Linked DNA regions of Zea mays: region 2 is linked to region 1. Evidence: chromatin contacts called from public Hi-C data. All regions are on one chromosome and are shown on one strand. Each heading gives the region's core, a stretch centred on a gene start, on an enhancer-like site or on the middle of the called end of the contact. The rest is flanking DNA. Distances are from core to core; before and after follow the strand shown.

Region 1 (7,767 bases), core at 1,443-3,942:
AGACGTGCTCGCACCTCGAGAAAGGCGCCTTCCGATACGCTGCTACGCGCACCCGTAGCCAGCTCACGAAGTAACTGACTAACCGGGCCCACAAGGTCGTGAGCTGGGTACGTGTGGCTGTAGCATTTTCCTCGGGAGGGGATATACCTGGTCCGCTGCTGTTTTTCGTTGCGCCGGGTCACGGGCTGTGCGTTGCACAATGCCGATCAACGTGTCTGCGGCACGAGTCAGTATAGTATTGCTGATGAAACAACACGACGCGTTGTGTGTTGGTCATACGTGGGCCCACTAGGCGCCCGAGTAACACGTACACCCGCTGAAGAGAAGACGGTTGCCACCGCGCTTTCCCGTGACGTGATGTGCGGGTGGGCCCGGATCTCCGTCTTCATGGGAGCCGGTGGGAACCAAGTGCCAGTGCGGTTTGGTTGGGCACTTGGGCTGGATAGTGCCCATATTGCGGCTTGGGCTGGGAATGACAGTTTGGGGTTTTCTGGTAAATTGCTCCAACGTTTTAAAAGGTGTGTTTGTGTTTAGTTTATATATATTGCCACGGCACATCAACAATATAGTATAACAGTTGTACAACACGCAAAATGATATTGACACCTCTGTTTTCGTTCACCAAAGGCGCAAAAATGTGGTGTCTACTCACCCGCCACTGCTTTACTCTCTCGTCCCAAACTTCGTCGTTGTTCGGATAAACTGCAATCATCTTCTTGGTTTGCTGATGGAGGCAGAAGGGAAACTAGATTAAATTGAAGCACACCTAACAGGTCATCATGTCCATACAATTGAAGAAATGGCACATAAGCGATGCATGTGATGTATAACGGTCCGAAATATGTAACACATATGTTTCAAAAATCATAACTATGTAATGGCTCGATTAAAATAAGTAGTAAAACTATATATATATATATATAGTGCAACAATAATATAATAAAATTAATATTTTCATAACATTACATCCATCCATTAACAATATTTGCATCATCAAATCTATAAAAATCATTAATATTTGCATAACATCAAATCATCATCAAATTTATTAACTAATAACATCAAATTCATCGGTTCATATTTTCAACATCAAGTTAGAAATGACAAGTATCATGCATCAAATCATATTAAGTCAAATCACACTAACAATTAACAATATTAAATAAATTGTAGTCGCATTACAGTTAACTCCTATCAGCCATAAAACCGACGAAAATAAACATTCCCTATTTAACTATTATCCTAATCGTACTTCTAATCGTGAAACATTTGCTTAACGGGTGACGGATCAGGCAATTGATCTACGCGGGGATGCGGACAACGACAATGTTGTTGCTAAGATGGGGGAGATCAAGGACGTTTGTAAAGCCCAAAAATTGGTAGAAAAAAATAGTAAAATAATAGAATAAAAAAATAAAAGTATAATGTTGTGAGAATCTTTGAAGACCTTTGAAAATCTGTTAGGATTCTACTTCCTCATGATAAAAAAACAACATTAAGTTATATTAAGTGACCAGTAAATGGATAAAGGAAGGTTGATCTCTTGTAGATTTTATGGTAATAAATTTTATTAACAACACAAATTAGATCTCCAAATTTTAAATAAAAACAAAAGATGGGAAAATGAGAAAGGAAATTTATAATGAAAACATTTATTCCTCCCATAAATATATAACAAGGAAAAATAATAAATAATAAGCAGTGGAAGTTATATTCACAATAATTTGGACACATGGAAATTTGAAGTTCAACCATGAATTTGAAATTGTGTAGGAATTTATATAGAAAAGAAAACTGAAAATAAAGAAAAAGGAAAAATGTAAAAAAAATAAAAGAAACCCACGCTTGGGCCTTCTCTCAGTCGGCCATCTTCTATTTCCTTCCCCCGCCGACCCAAAAATGTTTTCTCTTCGCGCGGCCGCTTGCTCTTGGCGCCGTTTCACTGGTTCGTGGACCCCACTCACCAGGTTCGTCTCCCTCCCACGTCGGAGCATCCGTCAGCCATTCCTCCACGCGGGGTCCGCGCACCAGCCTTATCCACCTTCGCTTCCTTCAGAGTCTGTTACAACGGCGCGCACTACCGCAACGGAGCTCCTCGACTTGAAATCGCCCTCCCCAACACATATAAAGGTAGGGACATGCCCCGTGACCATCGTGCGCCGCCATAGGTGAAGAGACTCATATCCGACGCCGGTGACCTTGTGCCTAGGAATCTCCTCTTGGGTCAGGGTGCATCGCGGGAGGTTGGTGGGGTTATTCGTGGACTCGATGGCGGGGATCAACAGTCGGGGCGGTGGTGATTGCTCACCGGAACCGCGGAGCCACCTGTATCGTGGGCAAAACACTGTGCAGCGTAGAAACCGGTATGGGGCTCTCATCTAATTCCCCTATGTTTTATCTGCGCATAGCATACCTCAGATTAGGGTTTCGGGCCCGGATCAGTGAAAGGCGCGGTCTGGCAATGGCGCCGCCGTGTGAGCTTGGTGCACCGCCGTGTTGGTCGCGTGGCTCCATCGTGGATGTAAGGAAGAATGGCTCCCTGCTATTTGATCGTGAACGGACGCGGGAGATTAGATCGGGGTTATAACCCTTCGGGCTTAAGATCTGAGCCGTAGGTATAAGATCAGACGGCCAGAGACTGATCTTGGCGCCGTGATATCAGGGCCGTGGATCGCATGATGGGCAGCCCGGATCGTATACCGGTTCGTTTTAAAATAAATATAATCCTGGCGCTCTGTTATTGATTGGACGGCTGTGATCAGAGCTTACCCCCTTCGCTGGGCATTCTTACTTAAGAGCCCCTTCCCTTTGCCACAATTAACCCATCGACCCAGTGCGGGGGAATCCTGAGTCTTATGATCTTTTGCGAGATAGCCCCTGTATGTTTTGATGTTTGTGCGTCCAGTCCAGAGAACAATGGAAATAGAAAATTAATTATATAAAGTGATTTCTAATACAAAAATAATTCCAGAAACTTGTATAATTCATAGAAAATTCATATTAAGTTCAAATTGATCCATTTCAGTTTCTATAATTTTGTAATAATATTGTCTATCACCTAGTGCCTTTGTTTAGCCATGAAACTGAATTAAAACTGTTTATTTGAATTAATCTATTCTAGGTGCTAAATAACTTCAGAAATTCATAACTCAATAACCGTAACTCCGTTTTGATCCATTCTAGTTGCATTAGTCTCACAATAATAATTATTATTATCTGGTAACTTTGTTTTGCCAAGAGATATAGGTTAAAATGTTGCACTTAGTCTATTATATATTTAACCACATGGATCTTCGGAAAACCATAACTTCATAACTGTAACCCCGAATTTAGCGGTTCTCGATCCCACGATCTCGTAGCGACGCGTAGATTATTATTATTCAGTATGTTCTTACGTTTGGTGTGATGTTAATTTTGCCTATACCATGTTTGTTCGTATTGCTACGACTAGCAGCAAGGTTACGAGTCATCTCAAGATCATCCTGGTACCTAGAATCTCAAGTCCCATGCAAGTTGTGCCCTTGACCACATTTATTACCCAATAATGTTCTTTAATATCACTTATTCATGCATATGTTTAATTTTGATGGGACCCAATAGGTCACCCTAGTCTGATTATCTTTTACCTTGTTTACCCCTAAATCATTGGGTCTATTGCTTTATATGGTTTTGGGTTAATATTTCGTTATATCCATGTTCCAGTTACTCTGTTATGTTATTTATGTTCATGTCAAGATCATTATATTATTGTTAATTGGAACATGGAGTTTAACTTGAGAAACACGTGCCACCAAGGGAGGAATGGGACCCTTTGGCTAACTAATTAGGAAAGCTAGTGGAAGACTACCTTACCCGAAAGGGGCAAGGGCAGTAGGGGAGTTGCATGCAAGGAGGTTCTCGGGTTGATTTTGCTGCGATGGTGGTCAGACGGGGGATTCTTGCAAGTGCTCTTCCCATAAACCGTAGCGGGTTTTCGGAAGCTAGTGGAACTTTGTAAAGGCCTTGTAGTGGATCCCTAGTCATTCACCTCGGTAGTGTCTAAGGGTCTAGCTAACCCTGGCGACATGGGAAACACGACTTGTGGGTAAAGGATACAACCTCTGCAGAGTGTAAAATTGGTATACTAGCTGAGCTCACGGTCAACAGCAGCTCAGGACTCTCACATGATTAATTTATGGAACTAAATTCAATTTGTCATATGCATTGCATCGCAGGTGTTGTTATTAATTTTGTTCTACTACTTAATTGGGTTGATATTCACTTATACTTAGTAATTGCTAATAATTTTTTGATCAACTTTAAAAGCAATGCTCAGCTTCAGCCATCCTCTTTGGTAAGCCTTACACTTCACATGAGCTCCCGCCTTTGGCGAGTTCATGCACATTATTCCCCACAACTTGTTGAGCTATGAACGAATGTGAGCTCACTCTTGCTGTCTCACACCCCCCGCAGGTCAAGAACAGGTACCACAAGAGGAGGCACATGGAGGATGTTGTGTCGAGTTCGTGAGAGGTCTAGGCCGTCGTCTCCCAGTCAACTTTGGGTTGTTGGGCCGTTGTCTTCACATGATGTATTTATTTATTTATTTTGTATAGAACTCATGTTATATAGTAAAGATGTGACATTTGATCCTGTGCCATGATTCATCATATGTGTGAGACTTGGTCCCAGCACACCTGGTGATTATGTTCGCGCCCGGGTCTTGGTGCCCCTAAAACACGGGTGTGACAATGTTCGTCGACGAATGAAGCATGGGTGGCTACTAGGTAGGTGGCGGAGAGCCAGCCCTAGCCAGTGCGACAACATGGCCACGGGGCAGAGCTGGGGCGATGACTGTGGCGGCGACGCTCAGCACCGAGGCACGCGACGGCGACTGTGATGGTGCATGCCGGGGCAGGGGCACGACACGGGGACCGCCCTCTGGTGTTGGGGTGCGGCGGCGTCTGGGGAGCAGAGCAATAACGAGCTCTAGTGCGGCGACAATTGGTGTCCAGTGAGCAGTGGCGACGATGAGGCAAAAGACGAAGAGCCGAAGAACTAAGTATGTGGGGTGAGAGAAAAGGGCTTGGCCGGTTTTCTTAGAAAAATTAATCCCCATCGGGAAGAGAAAGGGGCCTACAAGAATTATCTTATCCCCGTTGGTTGTCAGTGTGACCAACAGGAGTTAGTTTTATTTCCTTTGGCTATGTTTTACCCGACGATATTTATCTAATTCACGTCGGCTTAGTCAAAGACCGATAAGAATTATTTTAGACGGCAAAAATCTTCAAGATTTCTGTAGTGAAAATGTAAACATACTTTTATCATATGATATAGCATTGTATGTTCTTAAAATGTGGTGGATTATGGTTTCCATAATATATATAATTGAATCATCTGGGAGCTAACACTAGAGCTCACCATTTAAACCATCATATTTGTTTTCAAATTTTCCCCACCACAAAAATGAACATGTTTGCTAGCTTCTACCCTACAATGATAGAGGACTTGCCTGCTAGAGAAATACAAGTGAGTTATCCACATCTCTCCGTCATTTTAAGCTTTTGTGTTCAACTATTTGGTGAATGCAACTCAATAAGGTATCAAAGTTGAAGTTCTCGAGTTTGAGTTTTGGTTTGATGTGCAAACAGTGTTCCAAATAATAGAATTCTAGTTGCACTATAGGCCTTTGACCCCAGTGGTTAAATAATAGAATTTTAGCTGCGCTATAGTGGTGTTGTAACAACTCCATAGATGGTACAACCCTGCTCTTAGCGGCTAGAGATGGCTATCACAAAACCCTATAACTCGTTGTTTAAAACAATGATGAAAAGTGTTAGTGGTCATTTTGTACCTTCCTCATAAGGCTATCTTCAGTAGCTTACTCATCATATCTCCTATTTCAAACCCCACTATACAAATAGTGTGATTTACAGTGTAAATGGTATTTTGCATGACCATATGCAAGATCTGTTGGTCATAGCCTAAGAGTCGACTAAAACTACACGTAAAACGAGTATAAGAAATTTCATCCCAATTCCCAAGTGTTAGAGTGTACGCACTAATCAGTTTAACTCAAAAGCTCAAGCTATTAGGAGAAGGTAAGTAATACACTTCAACACCCCCATTCATGTGGAGCTAGAGAGAAAGACGTGAATATGGAAATAAAGAGGCAGAGGTACAAATAAAGACTCTATCATGATTCGAACTCGAGACCTTTAGCCCAGATACCATGTTATTCAATACGAGGCCCTAAGGCCAGTATATATACACAGCTACACCGGTGTCCTAAATCTATACAATAAGAAAATAAAGTAACAATAGGAAAATATAGTTCTATATAACACCCCCTTATTTTTAAGGTGGATCAACCACACTGAGTTTAGAGAGATAGAATCGATGATGAGCTCTGATATGTGCCTTGGTGAAGATATCAACCAACTGAAGCTCTAAAGATACACAGTGAAGATTAATAATACCATCCTAAACTTGTGCTCGTGTATAACAAGCATCAACACCAATATGCTTAGTAAGCTCATGCTTTATGGAATTACGAGCAACACTAATAGCACCAGTACTTTTAGACAATTGGGAAGTCGGTATAGACAAAAAACACCAAAATCAGCAAGCAACCATCATAGCCAAGTCACCTCTGTCGTCATAAGAGCCATAGCATGCAACTCTGCCTCTACACTCGAATGTGAAACTGTTAACTCCTTCTTACTCTTCCAAGCAACGAGGGTGAAAGGAAAATAGGGTTAACCTTTTTCTACAATTAATTTTGGTAGTTGAGTGTCCAACACAAACATATGAACTAACTAGTTTGCTCTAGAACTCATGTATTACAGGTGCATAAGGTTTAACATAAACCAATAAAAGATTCAAGTTAGGGACTAAAATTAAAAGGAGTAAAGACTTGAGTGTGTTGTGGACTGGCGCACCAGACTGTCCGGTGTGCCACCGGACAGTGTTCGGTGCACCATGTCCATACAAAGACGAACCAGCCACTCTCGGAAAAACTGAGCCACGCTCCGCTATAATTCACCAGATTGTCCGGTGTGCCAACAGAGCAACGACTACTCGCTCAAACGGTCGACTGCAAAAGCCGCTGACAAAGGAACAGTGAAGAACAGTGCACGTAGATTCAGAGCCGCAGAGTCAGAGGCGCACCGGACAGTGTCCGGTGTGGCACCGGACTGTCCGGTACCGTAAGAGGGCAAAGTTCCAACGATCAACTTCGCCCCGAACCCTAACGGTTGGGTGACGTGGCAGCGCACCGGACAGTGAACAGGACCTGTCTGGTGGCACACCGGACTGTTCGGTGCGCCCATCGCCAGCAGCCTCCCCAACGACTTCTTTGGTGGTTGAGGGCTATAAATACCTCCAACCACCACAACTCCATGTATCCAAGATTTTTGAGTATCACATTCAATACAAGAGCTCTAGCATTCACTCATAGACACAATTCAAAAGATCAAAGCCTCTCCAAGTCCCAAATTCAGCTCAAACACTTAGTGACTTGTGTGAGAGAGATTTTGTGTTCTTTTGAGCTCTTGCTTATTGGATTGCCTTTCTTCTTTTCTTTCTCTTATTCTCAAGTGCTTTGTAAGCGAGGCAAGAGACACCAAGTGTGTGGTGGTCCTTGTGGGGTCTTAGTGACCCGTGAGATTACGGAAGAAGGCTCACTCGGTCTAACTGACCGTTTGAGAGAGGGAAAGGGTTGAAAGAGACCTGGTCTTTGTGACCACCTCAACGAGGATTAGGTTCTTTGGAACCGAACCTCGGTAA
Region 2 (7,767 bases), core at 2,282-4,781, 150 kb after region 1:
TGGCCACATGCACTTTGATGGTGGGGTGTGGCGTGGATGGCAGCTGCAGGCGGCTCATCAAACTAACCGACATGAAGTTGGTGGTGGAGCCGGAGTCGACGAGGGCCATAAGACGGTGGCCATTGATGGATACGGGCAACAACATGGTGTTCGATGTGCGCACCCCTGCTAATGCGTGCAGTGAGACCGTCGGAATGATGGCTGCGGCGCGCGGGGGTGGCTCTTGCTCGGGCGCGACCTGTAGGTCAGCTCCCTCCTCTTGGGGCTCATCGTCGATGTAGTTGTCGTTCTCCAAGTAGAAGAGGCGGGGACACACGTGCCCACGCACGTAGGGCTCATCACAATTGAAACAGAGCCCTTGACGGTGTTGTTCCTGCTGCTCGGCCGGTGTAAGCTGACGGAACGGTCGCGCTGGGGCGGCTGTACCTGCTGGTTGCGCTGCAGCGGTTGGTGGAGTAGTCAGCAGACGCGGCGGTGCTGGCAGTCCCGAGCGAGACTGCCGGAACCTGCGCACTGGAGGCGGAGTGGTCTGCACCGCTGCACGCTGCTCGAAAGCACGTGCCAAGTACATCGCTGATTGAAGGTCCTAGGGGTCTCGGATGGCCACATCAGCCCGGATGTGGTCGGGGAGGCCGTCGACGAGGAGTTCGACCGTGTGCTGCGTGTCGAGCTTGCGCGTGTGGCCGAGCATAGCGTTGAAGCGGTCGGCGTAGTCCTGTACCATCGAGGTGAAGGGTAGGCAGGCAAGTTCGGGCAGGCGGGTGCCACGAACAGGCAGCCCGAACCGAAGGGTACAGACCTCCTTGAAGCGTCCCCACGTTGGCATGCCCTCGTCTTGCTCCAGGGCGTAATACCAAGTCTGCTCAGCGCTCTTTAGGTGATACGAAGCGAGCCAAGTGCGGTCAGTAACCAGGGTGCGCTAGCCCCGGAAGAACTGCTCACATTGGTTCAACCAATTTAGGGGGGTCGACGCTTCCATCATAGGTGGGGAAGTCGATCTTGTAGTAGCGAGGGGGAGCCTGTGCCGCCTGGCTATAGCCCAGGCCAGCAGCGGGCTCGACGACCCCGGAGGAGGCTGTCTGGGTCATGGGTTCATAGAAGAGGACTCCCTCGACGCCTCCGTAGAAGACCCCCCAGAGGCCGGCGCGTGGGGGGCTTCAGACTGCACCACTGACGACGTGATGGTCGCCGGAGTAGAGTAGATCGACGGCTGCAGCATATATGATGGGACTTGCGACGGTGATTCGGGCCACTGCATCAAGTGCAGCGGTACGCCAGGCGTAGCCCCAGCCATGGAGGATGCGGCAGCGGTGGATGTTGGGAGAGATGTGGTGGGCGGTGGCACAGATGGGCTGGGCGGCAGTGCCATGGGGGTGGAGGCAGGCAGCGGTGGCTGCGGTGAGTTCTGGGCGCCGGTGATGTAGGTATGGATGGAGGAGATGTTCCCCTGCATCACGATCATGTTTCCCTGCATGACAGCCATGTTCCGTGAGATTTCCCAGACTACTTCAGCGAGGGAATCCAGGGTCAGGGGAACAGATGAGGTGCCTGGCGGCACATAACCGGTGGACGGCACCGTGGACGACACCACAGCTAATGGAAACGACACCGACGCCTGAGAAAGCGACGGCGTTCATGGCGAGGAGGGCAGCGGCGCGGACGGATCACTGGACATAGCCGATACCAGATTGATAGGAATACGATCCCTACCACGGATTGGCCTTAGATTGTATGAGTGCGAGGGGGCTAGGCGAGGGAGGAAATGCCCACGGCTGTGTTTGGGCGCCATGGATGCTGGGCATAGGGAAAGAGGGAGATGGGCTGTTGAACGGAAGAACACACTGATGAACAGTAGCGCGATGAACAGTGGCGACTAGGGTCTCTCCCAACTCCCAGAGGGAAGCTGGAAACTATAGTTGTTTCTGCTTAATTCCATATAGGGTGGTGCTTACAATTATTTATACTCCCTTCTAGTACTTATCTAATGAGATCAAATCCCTCTTTTCTCTCTAACAAATTTTATCTCCTTAATCTTCTAATCCTTATCCAACTAAACTGCATGTGTAGATCCGTATCCAACTAATTTGCATGTCTATCTGTTGCCTCTGCTGTTATCCGGCGCCTATAGTGGCAGCTGGTCATAACACTTTCTCTTCAATTGAGTCAAGCTCCTTTTTAGCCTCTCATTTTCTTCCTTGAGCTCATTGTTTTCTTTTGCATAGAAAACATTACTTGTTCCTGAAAATTCTTGATCAATGTAAGATTGGCTTTCTTGAGAACAACATTTGTTTGCACATGATAATATAGTTTCTATTTGAGTACATGTGCATATGTAAGGTTGGTATGATTTCAAATTAGTTAACACAACCTCATGAGCCATTTCTAGCATGATATGTGAATCTATAAATTTATTATGAGAGCACACAAGCATATCATGTTTTTCTTGTAAAGCTAGATTTTCAATATTTAGCTTTTCTATCATGTTCTTGAGCATAACAATTTTATTTTCTAATTGAGCAATATAAGATGAATGATTAGCAGCTCTAATTTGCTCAATTGAAATGTCTTCATACCTTTGGACCAAATCATCATGAGAGCACTTTAGCTTCTCATTCTCTTTGGTCAACTTCTCTAAGTCTTCGATTTTTCTGATGAGGAAGTTTTCTAGCTTATGAAGCATTCTTTTTATTCTTTTGCTCTTTTCATGAGTTTTAGCAAGCTCATCCAATTTTTCTTGCTTAGTTGAGCGAAGAATTGTTGAAGATCATCCTCATATTCACTATCACTTTCATGCTCCCCCTCCTCCTCATTTTTGCTTTCACTGTCACTCCCATTAGTGATAAAGCACATATGAGAAGTGGATTTGAACGACGAACCTTATGAAGAGGTGGATTCGTCGTTTGGTCTCCATCGATCATTTTCTTCTTCTTCAATCTTGTTCTTCGCCTCTCCTTTCGGCAATTCTCATGGCAAGGTCTATTGCCCTAGGACCAACATCTGCACCAAAAGATGAAGTCAAGGCAACCTCAACCTTTTCAAGTCTATTAAGGGCCTGTTTGTTTACCCCAATGGATTATATAATCTGGATTATTTTTGGAGGATTATATAATCTGGATTATATAATTTGGATTATATAATCTGAGTAGTCATGTTTGTTTACCCAGATTATCTGGCGTGTTTCTGTTGGGCGACGGGCTTCTCCGATCCGATAGGCGCAAAAACGATTCGGTAGATTATAATGGCAATGATGGGTAATTTCTAGGAAACTTGAAAGGGTAGTGGGGAAGTGGGAAAAAAATAATCTGAAATAAGCACCTTCTCACTTGCTTATGGATTATCATAATCCAAGAGGTTAGATTATATAATCTGGGCAAATAAGCTAGACTGTTTGTTTGCCTCTTAGGATTATTTAATCCAGATTATATAATCTGGGGGTAAACAAACAGGCCCTAAAATCAGTACTGCCTTACTGGCGTGCCGACGGGTCGCGAAAACCCACGAAGAAACCGTACCCATATCAGCTCCGGAGTGGAGAGTGCTGCAGCCTACGCCACTGCCCACTGGACTCGCCTTCCCCTTCCGCCTCGGCTCCCCATCTGCTCTCCGATTTCTCGATATACACACCGAAATTCGAATCGCCCGCCTGCCGAGCCCTCGCCCCCACAACGCCGATGCCTTCCAAGCGGCCTACCCCGCACGCCATGGACGAAGCCGCCTCCGCCTCCGCTGCCGCCGCGCGCCTCCGCGCCTCCACCCCGCGCTCCAAGAAACGCACCTCCCGCTCCAAGTCCCGCGGCCGCTCCCCGAACCCTAACCCTAGCTCCCGTCGCGAGCGCGCCGCGGACCACGGCTCCGCCGCGCCCTCGCGCAAGAGCGACCGCAAGCCGAACCGCTCCTTCCCGGATTCTGCCACGCTCGCCACGGCCATGGCCTCGGTCCCCGCCGCCTCGGCCCCGTCGTCCGGCGGGGGGCGTGGTAGTGCGGGCGCCGTCCAGAAGCTCTGGAGCGAGGTCGATGAGGTCGCGCTGCTCACGGGCGCTGCCGCCTTCAAGGACCGCACTGGCATCGCGCCGCGCCTCCCGGACATGGGCGAACTGTTCGAGTCCATCAGGGGCTCCCTCGCGCCGCACCTCGATCAGGCCAAGGTGTACTACAAGCTCAAGCGTCTCAAGAGCAAGTTCCAGCACTCCGTGCTGGGCGACTCCAGTACCGCGCACGAGCACCGGCTGCGCGACCTGGGCGCAGCCCTCTGGGGCGCCGAGCTCACGCGCCCTGAAGAGAACGCCGTCGTGACGGCTGAGGAGACCACCGATCCCGATGAGGGATTCATTGACGAAGATAGGGAGGGGTCCGTGAAGCTTCCTATGGTTAAGGAGGTGCTTGGAGAGTACTGGAGGTTGAACGGGCAGACCATGTCAGGTGTGTCACTGGAGAAGGGATTGGTGCTACTTGGGTCGCAGCAAGCTAGTGTGGTTGAGGTTAAATGGAGGCGACAGCTTGAGGCAGATATGCGCATGCAGATGCGCCGACATGATCTGGAAAAGGAGGTCTATGGCCTACTCATCGATGCCATCAAAGGCCTAGGGCCTTAGCTTGGGTACAGATTTTATCATTCTCTGTTATCTGTGGGAGAGATCGATTTATTTCTGCTGTTTCAATTGCTTGGACTAATTAGGCTGCTCTTTTGCTTATCATCAGTTTACAATTGGATCAGGGTGCAAATGCTGTTAAACTTACATCGGAAATTGGCATGCACTATGGATTATTAATTTGCGGATTTAGTTATCGAAAAGAATCATGCTTGTTTGATTTACATAAGTCATGAGGTTTGATTGTGTTGACAATTTAGTATCTTTCCCGTCCTCTAGCCTCATGGCATAATAGCCAATTTTTGTCTCAAAGTGCACAAAATTATGAAATTTGACATACTTTTAAGAAGTTAGGCTATGTCATTCGTTTTTTACATTTACCATGCAATGTTTGTAGCATGATTTTTGTTTGAAGGAAAATTAGCGGTTTTCTTCCAGATTTTTTCTTTTTTTTGGAGTCTTATGGTTATTGACTAAATTTTCATTTTCATAGTTACACCGTGCTTATCTTGTCTTTTCTTCGCAAGGATTATCTAGTCTTCTTTTGATTACATAGTGGAACTGTTTGGTTGTTTTTGTTCCTTCCAGAATCTAAAGCTCTAGCTTTCTTAGTAAAATAGGCCAGGACATATTCATATATATGGCAAGTGTTTGTTTCTGCAACTATTGAGGTCAAGTTTCTGTATCACAATATTAGTGTTCAGAATAGTTGTCAATCTTCTAGAGTTCAGCTTGCCATGCCATGGATAATTGGGTTGCATTTTTTATTCATAACGAGTTTATCGTTGAATAAGCCACAAGGTTATGCTTAAATTAGTTGGTTGCCATGCTCCCTCATCTTTTTTATTCATTCAAAAAGTAAACGGGTTGCATGCCTGTCTGGTTTACTCTTGTTGAGTAGAATTGTGTTTGTAGTTTGGTTTCTTTCTCATCCCAGTTCTACCATCTACTGTAAACTAGCTGTTTTATTTCTGAGTGCCCAATAAGACTAGCACATTTTCATAACTTTTATGTGGTAGCTTATATGCTTGAATACCTGCTACGTTTAATGTGTTTCATTGCATATTAACACATTGAATATTTTTTATGTGTTTTTTTTGAAATGATAGCATGCTTGTTGTGATTATTCTACTTAACATGTGGAATTATCTTTGCAGTTTGCTTTATTTCCCTTCCCAGTTTTACCCTCGATGGCAAAACCACCATTCTTAACCAGAAAAGTTTATTAATTACTATTTTGGCATGGTATTGGTAGGACATGTTAGGTATTGGATTGATGACTCAAACCAATGTTTTTAACATGGTACATTATTATTGTTTTTACTAATAAAGGCGATACTTCTTTTTTTTGAACGCAATAAAAGGTGATACTTCTAGCATAATCAGTTTTAAAAAATTTGCTAGGTGCCAGTTAGGTGATTTGGTGGTGTGTAGTAGGTGGATGTTAGGTAGTCTATATGGATAAGCAGAATATTGTACTTATAATTGGATTTTCAGCAAGTTAGCATGCAATCAATATGAATAACAAAGAATTCAATGAGCTAAATTGGCACAAGTTTCATAATTAATTGAAGTCAAAGAGTGAAACTCATCTGTGTATTTTTTTTCCAACCAAGCACGAATACTTCAAGCCAACAATCTATTCTTGATCTGGTTGCAGTGTTTGAAAGAACTAGTCAAGTATGCATATCTAATATGTTGTATACGACTATACATGTTAGTATAGAAAGGTATTGGGGAATCACTACACACCCATTATTGGGGGGGGATTCTTTTCATATATATAGCCATGCATAGGGGTGGTACATGAGATCATACATGAACAAGCACATTTGTTGAACATCATATGCTAAGTCAGGCCGCGTTAGGGTGAGGTATTGGAGAGCACTGACAAGGCTGTAGTACTCAGAAGGGTTAACAATCAGTGAGCCTGCGGTGGCAGGCAACTTGGCCTGCTTGCCCATAGGCCTGGCAATGGGGTCATATTCTGACATACCAGCACGCTGACCGCGACAAGAAAAACCTTGAGTTGTTGCGCATCACGGATATGGCGAGGAAGCGGTGGAGGGTGCCAAGATATGTCATGGTGAACTTCGAGTGGAGACATGTCGTGATGGGTTGGAGTAGATCACTAGAAGATGCTGTGAGAATGATGTTATTGTTATTGACAAAGAGTAGGTATGCGACACGATCTCTGTTTTTTAGACAAACAAAGCTGTGTTAGACTTGGACCGTTGGACGTAGTGAAGCCGATGTTGTAAATGTATATGTTGAAGCGTTGGTTCCAAGCCCAGGACACCTGCTTGAGCCCATACAAGGACTTCTGCATGAGACCGACATAGTTAGGCGTGGCAGGTCGATGAAATCGGACGATTGCTGTCAGTAGATGGCCTCCTTGAGGTGGCCGTGGAGGAAGGTGTTCTTCATGTCCAGGCCTCCAGCTAATGAATAGGGCGGTGCGAATCTGTTAGACTACCCATCTAGGATTCTAGGGTTCGGGGTGTTCCCCATGTAATTACCGCCTTACCCCTCACTGTAATGGGTCTGGCCCAGTTACTAAGTCTGTTAATACTACTCCCCATCCCTGGTTAGGGGCATGGGTTCAGTTTCCAACATGGTATCAAAGCCTAGGTTTAGGTTTTCTGTTTCCTGTCCTACAGCCGCCAGGGGCATCCTCTCCCCTGCGCAGCCGCCAGGGGGCTCCCCTCCCCTGCAGCCGCCGGCCCCCGCCGCCGGCCCCTCTCCCTCCTCTCCCCTGCGACGTCCGCGCCTCTCCCTCCTCTCCCCTGCGTCGGCCACCGGCCCCCAGCCAACGTCCGCGCCTCTCCCTCATCTCCCCTGCGACGGCCGCCGGTCTCCAGCCGCCGACCGTCGCGCGCCGAGCAGCCCCGTCCACGCCATCTCTGCTTCCCACCTCTCCCCGGCCGCGCCCTCCATCTCCGGCGTGCTCACCCGCCGGATCCGCGCGTCTGTCAAGTGCCAGCTGCCGCCCAGCCTGCGCGCCCTGTCAAGTGCCAGCCGCGCCTCTCCTCCCTGCGGGTCGCGCCCCAGCCTGCGCGCCCTCCTCCCCCTCTGCAGCCCTCTGCTGCCCGCCGCCGCGCCCTCTGCCCATGGCGGACCCCCCCGCACACCGTGGGCCTGGGCGCGGCCCCCGCTTCCCTGGCCGCCGGCGTCACCT

The links. A called contact is a pair of places that touch in the nucleus more often than the background predicts.
Region 2: a Hi-C map of ear shows a contact between it and region 1, with 9 times the contacts expected there. The contact joins the promoter of LOC103629895 here to the enhancer-like site in region 1. A contact is called at or near these places in 8 of 25 Hi-C or Micro-C datasets (bundle sheath, ear, leaf and 1 more) and 1 of 3 datasets of contacts at active chromatin or transcription factors (leaf).

The regions. Positions count from the first base shown.
Region 1 is chr6:121,042,314-121,050,080 of Zm-B73-REFERENCE-NAM-5.0, forward strand. No RefSeq gene overlaps it. Among protein-coding and RNA genes, the nearest start is that of LOC100279001, 13 kb to the left of the region's middle. Within about 2 kb of position 2,693, at least 11 of the 20 cell types and tissues checked have an H3K27ac peak or open chromatin away from gene starts, as enhancers often do. A contact at or near this core is called in ear and tassel, where this site is marked.
Region 2 is chr6:121,190,997-121,198,763 of Zm-B73-REFERENCE-NAM-5.0, forward strand. It overlaps LOC103629895 (STOREKEEPER protein), which reads left to right and starts at 3,532. Exons shown (of 2, transcript XM_008650991.4): 1 at 3,532-4,597. The coding sequence starts at 3,672. The coding sequence ends at 4,592.